Linked DNA regions of Larimichthys crocea: region 2 is linked to region 1. The links are chromatin contacts, called in public Hi-C maps. All regions are on one chromosome and are shown on one strand. The core of a region is the stretch at or near the end of the contact, and the rest is flanking DNA. Distances in the headings are between cores, read along the strand shown. Region 1 holds the start of LOC104929139 (ankyrin repeat and SOCS box protein 12). Region 2 holds the start of tnfrsf13b (TNF receptor superfamily member 13B).

Region 1 (6,357 bases), core at 1,505-4,004:
TGTGGCTGTCAGTGTTCACATTATATGTAAAATGTGAACATTTTATATTGAATGTGAACTGGGGGGCTGGAGCCAATCCCCAGCTCACACTGGGCGAGAGGCGGGGTACACCCTGGACAAGTTGCCAGTTCATCACAGGGCTAACCTACATGAATCTCTTTGGACTGTGGGAGTACCTGGAGAGAACCGGTTCAAACCAGTGCTAACATACTAGTCAAACAACCACCAAAGTTAATAAATTCTCACTGCTGGGCAACAACGCCATTCCAATCCAAATTCCAATCACAATCCATCCAATAGCTGTCAAGCTATTCCACTCAAAACCACAAATCTTAACCTCAAGGTGAAGCCAAAGAAAAAGGTAGGGCCAGTTGTTGTCGACTGATCAAACTGACAGCCTGACATTGCCAAACACCTATACTGCTGGCCTAGGCAGCTGGCATATTTTTCAAAAATGTATAATTAAATAATAATGATCCCAATTAAATTCTGTTGTGATGAAGATGGGCAGCAGTGTGGTGGTTGGCGCGGTCGCCTTACAGCAGTTTGAGTCTACCAGCCTGATCGGTGACTCTGACTGTCCATACAGTAGGTGTGAACATGAACATGAATGAATGCTTGTGTCAGCTCTGTGGTGGACTCTGCCTTTCGCCTAATGTCAGCTGATATCAGCTCCAAACACAGCAAAGATCAAAATGAATGAATCCGATAAAGATAATTAAAGCATTTAATAATTAAAGCATTTCATGTTTATAAATGAACTTAGAAATATTAACTGATTTAAATAGTTTACACAATTTATTCAAAAGATTAGTCAGTTTGTTTAAAATTGAAGATTCATAATATTATACAGTTAAATATATAATTGAGTTTAAATGATTTATTAAATGACTTCATTTATTTATTTTAGAATATTTTATTGATTTACCACTGAAAACTGTGACTTAATAATAATTTCATCATCTTACTGTTTATTTAATGATTGAATAACTGAATAGATCAACTAATTCATTGATTATAACTTACCTGTAGGTTCTGTCCTGTAACGGCAGTTATAAACACTGTGAATAACACTGAATTGGTTGTGACTTTGGATGCCATCTAGTGGCCAGTTTGTTGAGAGCGAGATAGTGGGAAGGGATTTATTAAGCCCCATAAGCTCCACCTGTGCACCTCCTCACCTGTGCTCATCTCCATTGTCTTTTGTCTTTTCGGTTGGCGCAGCGTCTGTGCAGTTGTGTGTGTTTTTTGTGTGTTTGTTTGTTTTATCCATGGTGAGTAGGTTTTTTTCTGAATTATGTATTGTAATTATATAAAAAAATTTATGTCAGTTTGGTCGGTTTAAGTTTGTTTATTGTTATTAAGAGGCAGACGGTTCCCAGAGGGCACCTTCAACGTTGTAAAAATACTAGCTCCCTTGGTATAGTAGTGGAACGAGGTATGTGGACCTCAGTTTGTTTGTGATTTCCTTTGTCCTTGGGATGTTTGAATTTGTTTGGTTTGTGGGATGCCGCCTGCATTATTAAATGAGTTTTAACATTAATTGTGACTATTGTTTAATAAATGTATCTTTTTATTGTCTTTGAATGGGAGATAATTTTGTTGACGATTGTGAATTATATTAGGTTTGTAAATTAAGTGTTTCATACATAAATTTGATTTGAGCTTTCTTTTCTTTCTTTCTGTATTTCTTTTCTATAGTTTTCACCGTGCTACGGCGATAAATAAAACTTAAAGCACCCGTTGAATCCCTCCGTCTCATTACTCGGCACCAAGGGTCTGCTACAATAGAATATAGAATAGAATAGATCTTTATTGTCATTGTCACAGGTGCAACGAGATTGAAAGTGCTTCTAGTCAGTCAGTGCAACATAAATAAAATCCTAGCGTTAAAATGACTAGTAAGTGTTAAAATAACTAGAATAAATAAGAATAAAGATACCTGAGACATTAAAATGTACTAAAATAAATAAAATTAAACATGCTAAAATCAAAATAAATACTAAATATGCTAAAAGGAGTATACACCCATTACGTGAAACATTAAAACATTGTGCACATCATTTTTTTGGCAGCATTCACAGTGACTATTGCATTTGGATAAAAACACCATATAGGAGGAGGCCTCAGACACCACCTGACCCCCACCTACAATGCTGTCCTTCCATCCCTCCACAGGAGACTCAACAACGCTTGACACTAACGACCATCGGTCACACAACAAGGAGCACTAACGAGCAAGAAGAAGAAGATATACTTTATTAATCCCTCAATGGGGAAATTCTTTTTTCACTCTATTTTAACATGCATTTTAACCCAGACACACACATGCAGTACAAGGTACAAGGGCTCATAGACATGCAAATGTGGAGAGAGATGGTGGAGTGATGGGCAGCCCCCCTGAGCAACGCCCAGCAAGCAGTTGTGAGGGATCGGTGCCTTGCTCAAGGGCACCTCGGCACTGCCCAGGAGGTGAACTGGCACCTCTCCAGCTACCAGTCCATCTTCCATATTTTTGGTCCATGTGGGACTTGAACAGGCTACCCTCCGGTTCCCAAGCCAAGTCCCTATGGACTGAGCTACTGTCGCTACCCAAAGCAAAGTGGATCTACAAGCTTTCCCAGTATAAATTCACAGACTCCCCACTGGTCAGTCAGAACTAAATAAGCTTCTTGGATGAGTCCAGTTGCCCCAGACTTAACCTTTTTATTTTTATTTTTTAAAAAGAAAGATGACCTGGATGACTGAGAGCCGTCACAGACTTCTCTGAGCACTAGAGGGCAGCACTGCAGCATGGACGTGGATGTGAGCCGTAACGTCGAGGCGGCGAGGAAGAGGAACAAACAGGAAGATGCAGAGGGCAGCTGATGGTGCTGACAGATCTCAGGTATGATCAAACCAAACAAACTGAACGGTACAGGCCGGATCACGCTGCAACTCTTTTTAAAACAATGACATGTCCAATTAGCAGGACTCAGACAAACAGTTTCATATTTACCCGCATGTGTCGACACTTGTTTTTGCTGAATAATAGCGGAGATCTGCGCACTAACCCTGATACGTGACGTTACTGTATATTTAATGAGTCTGTAAATAACGTTTTTGTTTGTAATGTTGTACAAACATACACACATTCAGGCAGCTTACAGCACGGCTTTCATTGTTACACCAAGTCGCAGATAAATCCATTTTTTCAGAGCAGCGCCATGTTGAGAGACGTACATGTTAGAAATCGGTGTTTTGAAATATATATCATAAATATTTTTACGCCGAAGTTTCCAGAAGACCTTAATAATACACAATCGAGAATAAGTTGTGACTCAGTGTTTGTGTTTTTTCTTCTACGTGTCCGTAAATCTTAAATTGTGAAACATCTAAAGGGAGTTTGGTGTAGCTGGTTTCTATGGAGATGATGCAGCAGTATCTCTTGTCAGCATCTTGAGAGCATCTTCATAGTTACAAGTACTACATGTTGTTGAACATGATGAATGTTCAGCTGACACCATGAGCTTTTTAAATGGTAACCGGTCATTTTTACGACACAAAGTGGGTTCACGGGAAGGTTAGAACAGCTTCATTCAACAGCTGTTGTTTGTTTATTCTGTGTGTTTGTGACTTCTTCTTTCAGCAGCTTCTATGCTCCAACTAAGGACATCTGAAGAAGAAGAAAGTAGCTGTGAAATTTCCCAACTCAGACAAGCAGTGTTGCAAAACAATGCCAGACTCCTCAATGAGATGCTCTGCCAAGAAATCTATAAGAAGGTCATCAACTGCAGAGGTGGCTGGGGCATCGCAGGCACGCCTCTCCACGCTGCCGTGTCCAAAGGCCATCTCAGCTGTCTGCAGGTTCTGCTAGCCCACGGCGCCCTCGTAGACTGTGCTGATGTCAAGGCTCAGACGCCTCTCTTCGCAGCCGTCCGTGGGAAGTACCTAGACTGTGTCTTAGCGCTCCTCGGAGCTGGCGCAAACCCCAACGGGAGCTCGGCCAACAACTGCTCCCCCGTCCTCACAGCTGCTCGGGAGGGGGATGTGGAGATATTAAAGGAACTGCTTAAACACGGCGCAGAGGTGAATTCTCGCTCTAAAGTTTTGCTCTGGACTTCCAGTGCCAGGGTGTCCAGCGGGCCGCTCTACCTGGCTGCCGTCTATGGACACATGGAGTGTTTCAAACTGCTGCTCCTCTACGGGGCAGACCCGGATTATAACTGCACAGATGCAAAGCTGCTGAGTTCTATCAAGCAGCCCAAAACTGTGCTGGAGATGTGCCTCAGGCATGGCTGCGGCGTGGAGTACGTCCAGCTCCTGATCGACTTCGGTGCTAACGTCTACCTCCCAACGCTGATCATCGAGAAGTCCACCAAGCAGAACGAGGCTGTGGAGCTGCTTCTGGAGGAAAGAGGTACAGAGTCACATAATCACTCAGTTTAATCTCACTGTAACATGATGGATTCATGACTCCAGCTGGACGATAGGGAGCAAGTTTAGTTATAACAACAAAGGAAGACTGAAGACTACTACTGAAGTTGAATGATAATTTAGAGAATCAAATTTAGAACTTGTTTAGTCAATTTTGGTGCCACTTCATTTTATGGGTCCATAATTTGCTAAAGTGACTCAGTGTTTTAGTTGTTGAACAGTCATTTATCTAAAGGCAAAATAGAATTCTACAACTTTCCAATAATAAATGAAGGATGACAGAATATTTAGTTTAAGTTTTTCTTTCGGGTAAACTCCTACTTTTTCTGCAGTTAGTACCAAGTGATGTGGTCATTTCTGGGAAACTTTCTACAAAATGATTTTTAAACAGCTTTGTCTTCTCAATGTTGTCTCTTCTCCTGATATTCAAATCCACTGAAGAAGTATCTCTGTCCCTCTAAATATTTAAAAAACACGAACAGGCTCCAGTAACTCATTGGCAGCTCTTGCCTTCTGTTTAATCAAATGGTTAACAAAGACCAATAGATTAAACACTTCATCATGGGGATGGGATTAAAGTTAAAGTACTCCAGCAGTGTTATAAAGCTTAAACAAGATGAACCATCACAAACAAGCACTTAAAACATTCTCGTGCTCTCAGTCAGATCTTGTTAGACGGAGTGAAATAAGTGTTTATTCGGTGTCACCCAAGCCGTAACTCCCATCTTGTCCTCTCCAGGAAATCCAAAGGCCTTGACTTCACAGTGCCGACTCGCTGTCCGAAGATACCTCAAAAAGATCAACAAGATCCACTGTATCGATCAGCTGGACATGCCGACGAGTCTCATAAACTTCTTGCAACACAAACAAGTCCCAGTCACTGTCCTGTAGATAATTGAGCCGGAGATATGCGATAGAAAATGTTATTTGAGCTAAAGCGTTTGTTTGGCTTGTAGACTACCTTTACCTTTTTTTAAAACAAATGAATTCTGTTTATTCATGTGCTGTTCTCTTAAGAGTGCTTCTTAAGTCGAAACATTAAATGTGTGGATAAGTGTGTGTACTTATGTTTTATTACTTGTACTTACCCTGCAGTTAGTGTTGAAAAAACGCTCTGAAGGAGTTCTTTGTCACATGTTCATCACAAGTTAGTTGCTCCTTTTAGAAGAGCTGCTTGCCTCTGTCTATTTAAATACATGCACGAGTGCTTAAAATGAATCAGTATGTGTGCACACAGAGTGAAACTGTGGTCTAAGATAATGTTCAAAATAACCACATCCAAGCAAATCAAATAAAAACAAACACATAAATGACTACATTTTTTTCAGTAAATTTGTTCAAGGAACATTTCAATGTTTCATTTTAGTTGTTGCCATGCTAGCCGCTTTGTTAGCAGTTGGGCTTGGAACCAAATTCTAATATCCAGCATGCTGATAGCATAACTAGGACAATGCCAACAACGTTAAGAAAGTACAGTACAGAATGCATGCCAGGTTCACCATCTTAATTTATTGTGTTGGCATGCTAACATTTGCAAATGATTAGACCACAAATGTTAAGGAAAATCTCACGGCTATCCGTCCAATAGTTGTTGAGATATTTCAGTCTGGACCAAAGTGGTGGACCGACAAACCAACATCACCATAAACAGAGGCAACCTGTTAGCATGGCTAATAACAACAGAAATAATTAAATATTCTATTCCTGCACACATGAATACAACTTAACTTGGTTTGGACCGGTCTTCAAATAATTTCAAACAGAGTGCCTTAAAAACCACAAGTTGAAGAAAGCTGAGAATCACTTGGTGTTTAATTATATAAATACTTTATCTAATCATTTGGTGATAACTTTATCTGCATTTAAATAATTAGACATGACCCACAACATGATTCTTCAGACGGGCCTGTAGATGGCAGGAGACTGTGTGTGCCCTAAAGA
Region 2 (6,357 bases), core at 2,020-4,519, 160 kb after region 1:
GGGCCTTAAAGGTCCAACGTGTAAGAGTTAGGGGCCACTTTTCACAGAATATAATGTGCATGTTTTTAATAGTGTATAATCTTAGGAATAAGTATTTTATTTCTATAAATGATGTGTTTCTTCTTCCACAAAGTTTGCCATGTGTGTGCGTCATGTTCTACAGTAGCCCAGAATGGACACATTTCACCTCAATATTTGACCTTTTGTGTTTTGCATTGCAGCCTTCGTAGTTTCTCCTTCATACAGTATGTACTTTCAGTACATTGAGTTAATAGTTTTTCCTGTATTTTCTTGTGTTTCTTACATTTCCTCAACTTTGGGTAAAACATTTTTTGGGAACTAATACAGCTGATTGTTCATCTTTATAGTAATATTGAGTAAATATTTTGATTTCTATAGTATGTTTCATATTCTTTTATTGAGTAAATATTTTGATTTCTATAGTATGTTTCATATTCTTTTGAACTGTTACTGCTGCCATGTTTCTCACCCATTCCTTCTTACCTAACATGCTGCAATAATTATATCAAAAAGTCAATGATGTATTGAAATTATGATATACGTTTTGAGTAAATATAGCAAAAAGAAACATAAAATGATAATACTACACAAATCGGTTGCATATGTGAAACAGCTAACCTTTCTTTTCTTGATAATTTGATTGACATTATCAATAAAAGTGACTTATTTATGCATATTTTTTAATAAATGTCTTTTTCATGACCTTACTGTATTTGCTCCTCCAGCAGCCCACTTTAGACATTTCAGCACAGGTTACAGTAAATGTAAAATGTGAAGAACCTTCTGCTTTCACAGTGACTCAACATGGAGCCAAGTCATACATTTATCTGCGCTTCCTCAAATTCAACATCTTGGTTTTCCTCTGGATCTCTGAGTTTCACACAAGGTTGCGTTCAGGTGATTTACATACAGATGCACGTTTGCATTAAAGAAGTGGAAGTTATTTACTGCAAATTTGCTCTGGTCTAGTCCTGCGATTTGAATCCCAAAGAGGAAGTGTTTATCAGTGTCATGTTTTTAAATAGCATTGTTTTATGTTTTAATAAGCTTTCAGTCTATTGGGGAAGTCTTTTACAATTTCACTGACCAATCAGAAAGCCTGCTATTAGACTGGTCTACTGCAGAGACTTAGGGTCAGTTCTTGAGATCTGTTGGTGGGAAGTCAGTGAGGGATCACATATTTTCAATGCATGAGTGACATCTTCTGGTTGATCATAAAGATCAAATAGCCGTGTCTACTTTTTATACACTGTGCATGCAAGTGCATGCAGCTGGTTATTGTTCAATAACTCATATGCACCACTGTGTGTATCCAACTATTTAAATAGTAATCTATTAATGTCCAAAACTCTCTGACCATCTATCTCTTCTAAAATAGTCACATTAACCGACACAGCTGCACCTGCTGTTCTCAGCAGCTGCTTCTGCTCCTCTGATTATAATCTAATTTGCAGTACATATCAACCTGTGTGTCTTCTGCTTATTCTCTATCAACGCACACGCTTATCCAATCTGCCTTTTTTGCAGTAGCCTCCAGATGACTGTCGCAGAACCACAAGAATCAAATTCACATGTTGTAAAACAAAACTAACACCTTTTAACGACCCGTCACAGCAGAATTTCCGGTATCTTTTAACAGCTGCACAGAAAATCGTCCCTAAAAATCTCAAGAGTTACAAAGTCAGCGCACTGATTGTAACTTTAAGTTATTTTCTGTTTTACACGACAAACTTTGATTTATTCATATACTGTAAATACATCATTAATAATTAAAGTTTTAGCACTGATTGAGGAAACGGGCACAATGTGCAGTTTCTACGACTTAATATAGTAAAAATTGGACCAAAAATAAAGTGCAGGTTATCTCTGGTTCACATCTTCTATATCATCAAGTGTTCGTGTTTAAAAATAATTCACTGGATTCACTCTCAGTTTAAAATTAAGCTGCACATGGCCAGAAAGATCCCAGTTCCTATGAGAACGAAGGCACAGATGAAACACTGAAATCTTGTTTTGTGCTCAGTGGAGAGTAAAACACATGGTGACGGTTTCACACTGACGTTGAGAAAGTGGCTTTAGTCACATCTTTCGAATAAAATGAGACAGATGCATTCAGATGCACATTAATACCTGTCATCAGTGAGTCACCGTGGTCACCCTACTGCAAATCAGTGTTCCAACTGCATGACTAATAAGACTGATGCAAACATCGATTTATTATATTTAGGCCAATTTCTGAAAATATATTTGAATAAACTGAACAATCTTAACCCAAAAATAAAGACACTTTTAGAGGTGGCGTGATGAAGATGAAAAGCTTTTTCAGTTAATATGACTTTTTCACAGCAGACATCTTCATTTATCATAGCAGGAAAAGCACATGAGTGAACTATTCACAAAATGAATGTGACTGTTAAAGGTATTAACTACTACATCATGAAGATGTATGTGAAATGTAACATTTACATGTAACAAATATGAGCCAAAAGGGTTAAACAGTACCAGTCAAGGGTACAAAAGTATCCCAAGTAAAGTGTGTCTGTGTGAGATGGGGGCTAGAGAGGCAGTTGATACAGGGTTTCATGGCTGACGCGATGGGCCCTTCATCCAACAAAGTGTGGGCAAATGTGACAGAAATTGAGCTTTTTGGACATCGTACATGCACTTTACTTGACACATGACAAGTGAAGGCGGTGAGAGAGTGTCAAATTGCAGAGAAACACAGGAAAACCTGTCACAGTCTAGAAGAAAACTGCTACTTGAGAGCTGATTTGTATTCTACACGCTTTATTCTCCTTATGTTGGATTTATCAAGAGATGATTTACATTCCAGTCAGGTAACGACCCCAAACATAAAGCTAAAGCCACACAGACATAGCTTCCAGATGAAAATGTTAATTTGAAATCTTCTTTAGATCTTTAGTTACTTTAGATTCAGAATGTTAAGACAAAATAAAAATTATGATGCATGGTGTATTATAAGTTAAGCTACCCAGCAGTAACAGTAAACAAAATATATTTTGACGCTAACACCTTTGTAATTGCACTCAAGTAAGTCTTTAAATGCAAGATTACTGATTATGATTTTGTATTATGTGATTTTTTTTCAAATTCTGAAGTATGTTGTTAGTTTAACACCCTGTTTAATGTACATCTGCTGTGATTTACTGTTATAAAAACAACATAAGAATACAAAAAAACTGTATAATGGTCTAATCTTAGGTGTGTGTGTGTTTCGGTGTAGGGGGATCCTCCTCATGCACAGGGGGGGGAAGTCCCAGATCAGACAGAGAGTGAGTTCATAGCCAAATAAGCTTCCATGCTGAAATGCAGGCCTGTCTCACTGTCATCTTCAAACCAAGGATTCTCCCACCGCGTCTTCATCTCGCCAGGTGAGTGATCCCTCTAAACATCGTTTTCAACCCACAGCAGGTCACATCAACAAACGAATGTTGTGTTTTTTCAGTATTTGTTGTCAATATTGGTGGTCCAGGTGGGAATCAAACTCAATACTTCAGCTAGGGTCACAGCTTCTAACTAGTGTGAGTCTGTGGCGTGTCTGTGGCTCACAGTGAGCTCTTCAAATACTGGAAATGTCTTTATTTTGCTGTGACTGTACATACAGCAGGACATACACCGTAACTGAGACCAAACATGAGAAGCTTATAAAGATAAATACCAAAAAGAGTGACAACAAAATTCAATACTGAAGCACAAAAATAGCTAAAGACAGAAAAAGAAGACGGGTAACTAAGTTATGGTTTTGATTTATATGGAAATAAGCACTTTTGTTTCAGCTATTATAACATGTAGTATGAGTTTATGATAATCACGCATTGTTCTAACTTTACATGAAATCTGAAAGGGGGCGTGAGTAAGACAGTGAGTATGGATTATCAGGGTGTGACAGATATACTCAGGCTGTTCTGTGCCTGTGAAAGCAATAGTGGGCGGAGGACGTTCAGATCTGTGTGTCTTTCACAGTTGGCTGACTCATTGCTCACCAGAGCGAGGAGGACTTTGTTTGAGTACAAAGATGATTTCTTAAAGGATGGACATTTACGCGTTGCACCAACAGCAGAGCTGCTACTAGCTGCTGATGGCTCTTTATCTTTGATTTAATGGACTTAAAGGAGAGCAGCAGGCTTTTGAAGCAACCCCCCCCTTTACTCATTTAGTATACAAGTAATAGTGTTTAACAGGTGCAAGCACAGACTCTATACAGTCTCTACACTCTACATGCATTAGTGAAGCTCACACTTACTTCCTACATATTTGTATATCGTGCATAAAGACACGCAGCTTCGATCATATATCACAAGATCGTGGAGAAAGAAAAAATTCACAATAACTTTAATATATTGTGATATTTGTAGTATTAGAATATTTAATCTGAAAAATAAAATACTCTCAGTTAAATCAATCTTTAACTTTGATTGTGTGTTTTCTCTTGTTTTTATCAAGTGAATTACACTAAACTGTAACCCTGATATCCGGCAGGTGCATTACTGCCACCTACTGTTGGAGTGTGATCCATAAAGTGGGAACAGAAAGAAAGGGAAATGTTTTAAGAGGGGAAAGATCATTCACATGATATTATAATATGTGTATTATTAACACAATATCGATATTTTATTTTTTAAATACCAAGATTATCATCTATATTGGTAGATGGATCTGCAGTAGAAAAGTAACCAAAGCCGATCACTCAACTCCTCCATAGTCGAAAAATCACAAAAGTGTGTGTTCATGCATCACGTTAGGAAAACCAGGCTTCCTACTCTCATCACATTCAACAGGGGTATCATGGAGAATGTTCTGAAAAGTTGCATTACTGCTCTGTATGGCAACTGCAACATCTTCAACTGTAAGACCCTGCAGTCATTCATGAGAACAGCCGAAAAGATCACTGGCTGCCATCGGTTACAGTTTTATTTATTAGAGCTTGAAACAAGGAAGTGCAGGTTATGCTAACTAACTGCAAGCAAGCTTCAGTTGGTGTATTTGGCTGCAACACACACAAAGAAAGAAGGTCGCCTCAGAGGTCACTCGCTGTAATTCCTAAAACAAAGCTGTGTCCATGGCACGTACACGACTTTCTACCAACGATCTGACAATATCATGCGTCACCTTTAATAGATGCGATAACTACAGTCGTGTGACACGGTGCGATGACTCACGAATCTCTGAAATCTCAATTTACTACCTTTAGAGTTGCTAGGAAATAGTGAAGAGCAGATTTCAACAGCACCTTCCCACCTGTTTACTCGCGATATCAACAAACTAAACATAACTACATGCTACATGTGCAGGAATTGGATAATATGTTCTACCTCTCTATGCATTTCTGTGTCGTTGTTGTGTTTGTCAGTGTGAAAGTTATCAGGGCTGATGGCTGATGGGTGCCGTGTGGATCAGTACTGGGATGGCTTAATCAAAATATGTATGCCCTGTCAAGTGGAATGCAGGCGAAAGAGAAATGTCAACCCCAAATGCAACAATTGGTGTAGTGAGTACACACGCACGTACACACGTTAGGAATACATAAAAAAACATTTTAACATGAATTTATTGAAGCTGTTACCAGTGCTTGATTATATTGTCAATGTTAATCTAATGCATGCTATATTATTCTAATGCAGCATCTGATTATGCTACATGGACTGAGATAAAACCTTGTGAAAAATGATCTCGCCGTTTCTAATTGCCCTGATTGTCAGAATAGCTGCAAAGTTGACATTTTTATTACTAGTTGGATCAGAGGCAACATTTGTGGGGTACAAATTTTCGCATTTTTTCCCACATTTGATAACAAGAGCAACAAGTATTTCAAGCCAGATTTTGAAGACACCTTAAATAAATGTTATTTTTGAGGGATTATTTCTAGAGGGAGACATGCCTCTTTTTTTATGTAATTTCCAAGAAACAGCCGATTAGCATTGGTAATATATGGATTATCCATCAAACCTTGGAACGGCAGTAGCTCATTCTGGACAACTCTGCCGACTACATGGCACCCCTCTGACATCTCTAAAATATTGAATATAATGCATAAATTCAGTTCATCACATGTCCTCAGCTTCTCCTGATTGCTTTCACAATAATTTCTCTTCCTGTGTTAGAGTTTGCAAATTGTAAGGCACAGTCTGGCCACTTCTACGATGATCTGCTGAAGGACTGCATGAGGTGCACTGCGGTTTGTGGCCAACATCCAGTAGAATGCTCCAAGCACTGCCAGAGTAAGTACTGACCCTGATTTAGAGCTTTAATTATTCAGTGACATTCTTTTTTCTTCTACTTCTCTGTTTCTTGGAGGCATAAATGTTTACTCGAGTT

The links. A called contact is a pair of places that touch in the nucleus more often than the background predicts.
Region 2: a Hi-C map of muscle shows a contact between it and region 1, with 3 times the contacts expected there. The contact joins the promoter of tnfrsf13b here to the promoter of LOC104929139 in region 1. A contact is called at or near these places in 3 of 7 Hi-C or Micro-C datasets (all in muscle).

What each region holds. Positions count from the first base shown.
Region 1 is chrXVI:6,165,650-6,172,006 of L_crocea_2.0, forward strand. It overlaps LOC104929139 (ankyrin repeat and SOCS box protein 12), which reads left to right and starts at 2,755. Exons shown (of 3, transcript XM_019255554.2): 1 at 2,755-2,887; 2 at 3,632-4,399; 3 at 5,156-5,729. The coding sequence starts at 3,637. The coding sequence ends at 5,307. slc39a11 (solute carrier family 39, member 11) reads right to left here. Exons shown (of 10, transcript XM_019255553.2): 10 at 6,211-6,357.
Region 2 is chrXVI:6,327,186-6,333,542 of L_crocea_2.0, forward strand. It overlaps tnfrsf13b (TNF receptor superfamily member 13B), which reads left to right and starts at 3,270. Exons shown (of 5, transcript XM_027289228.1): 1 at 3,270-3,413; 2 at 5,393-5,530; 3 at 6,144-6,260. The coding sequence starts at 5,413.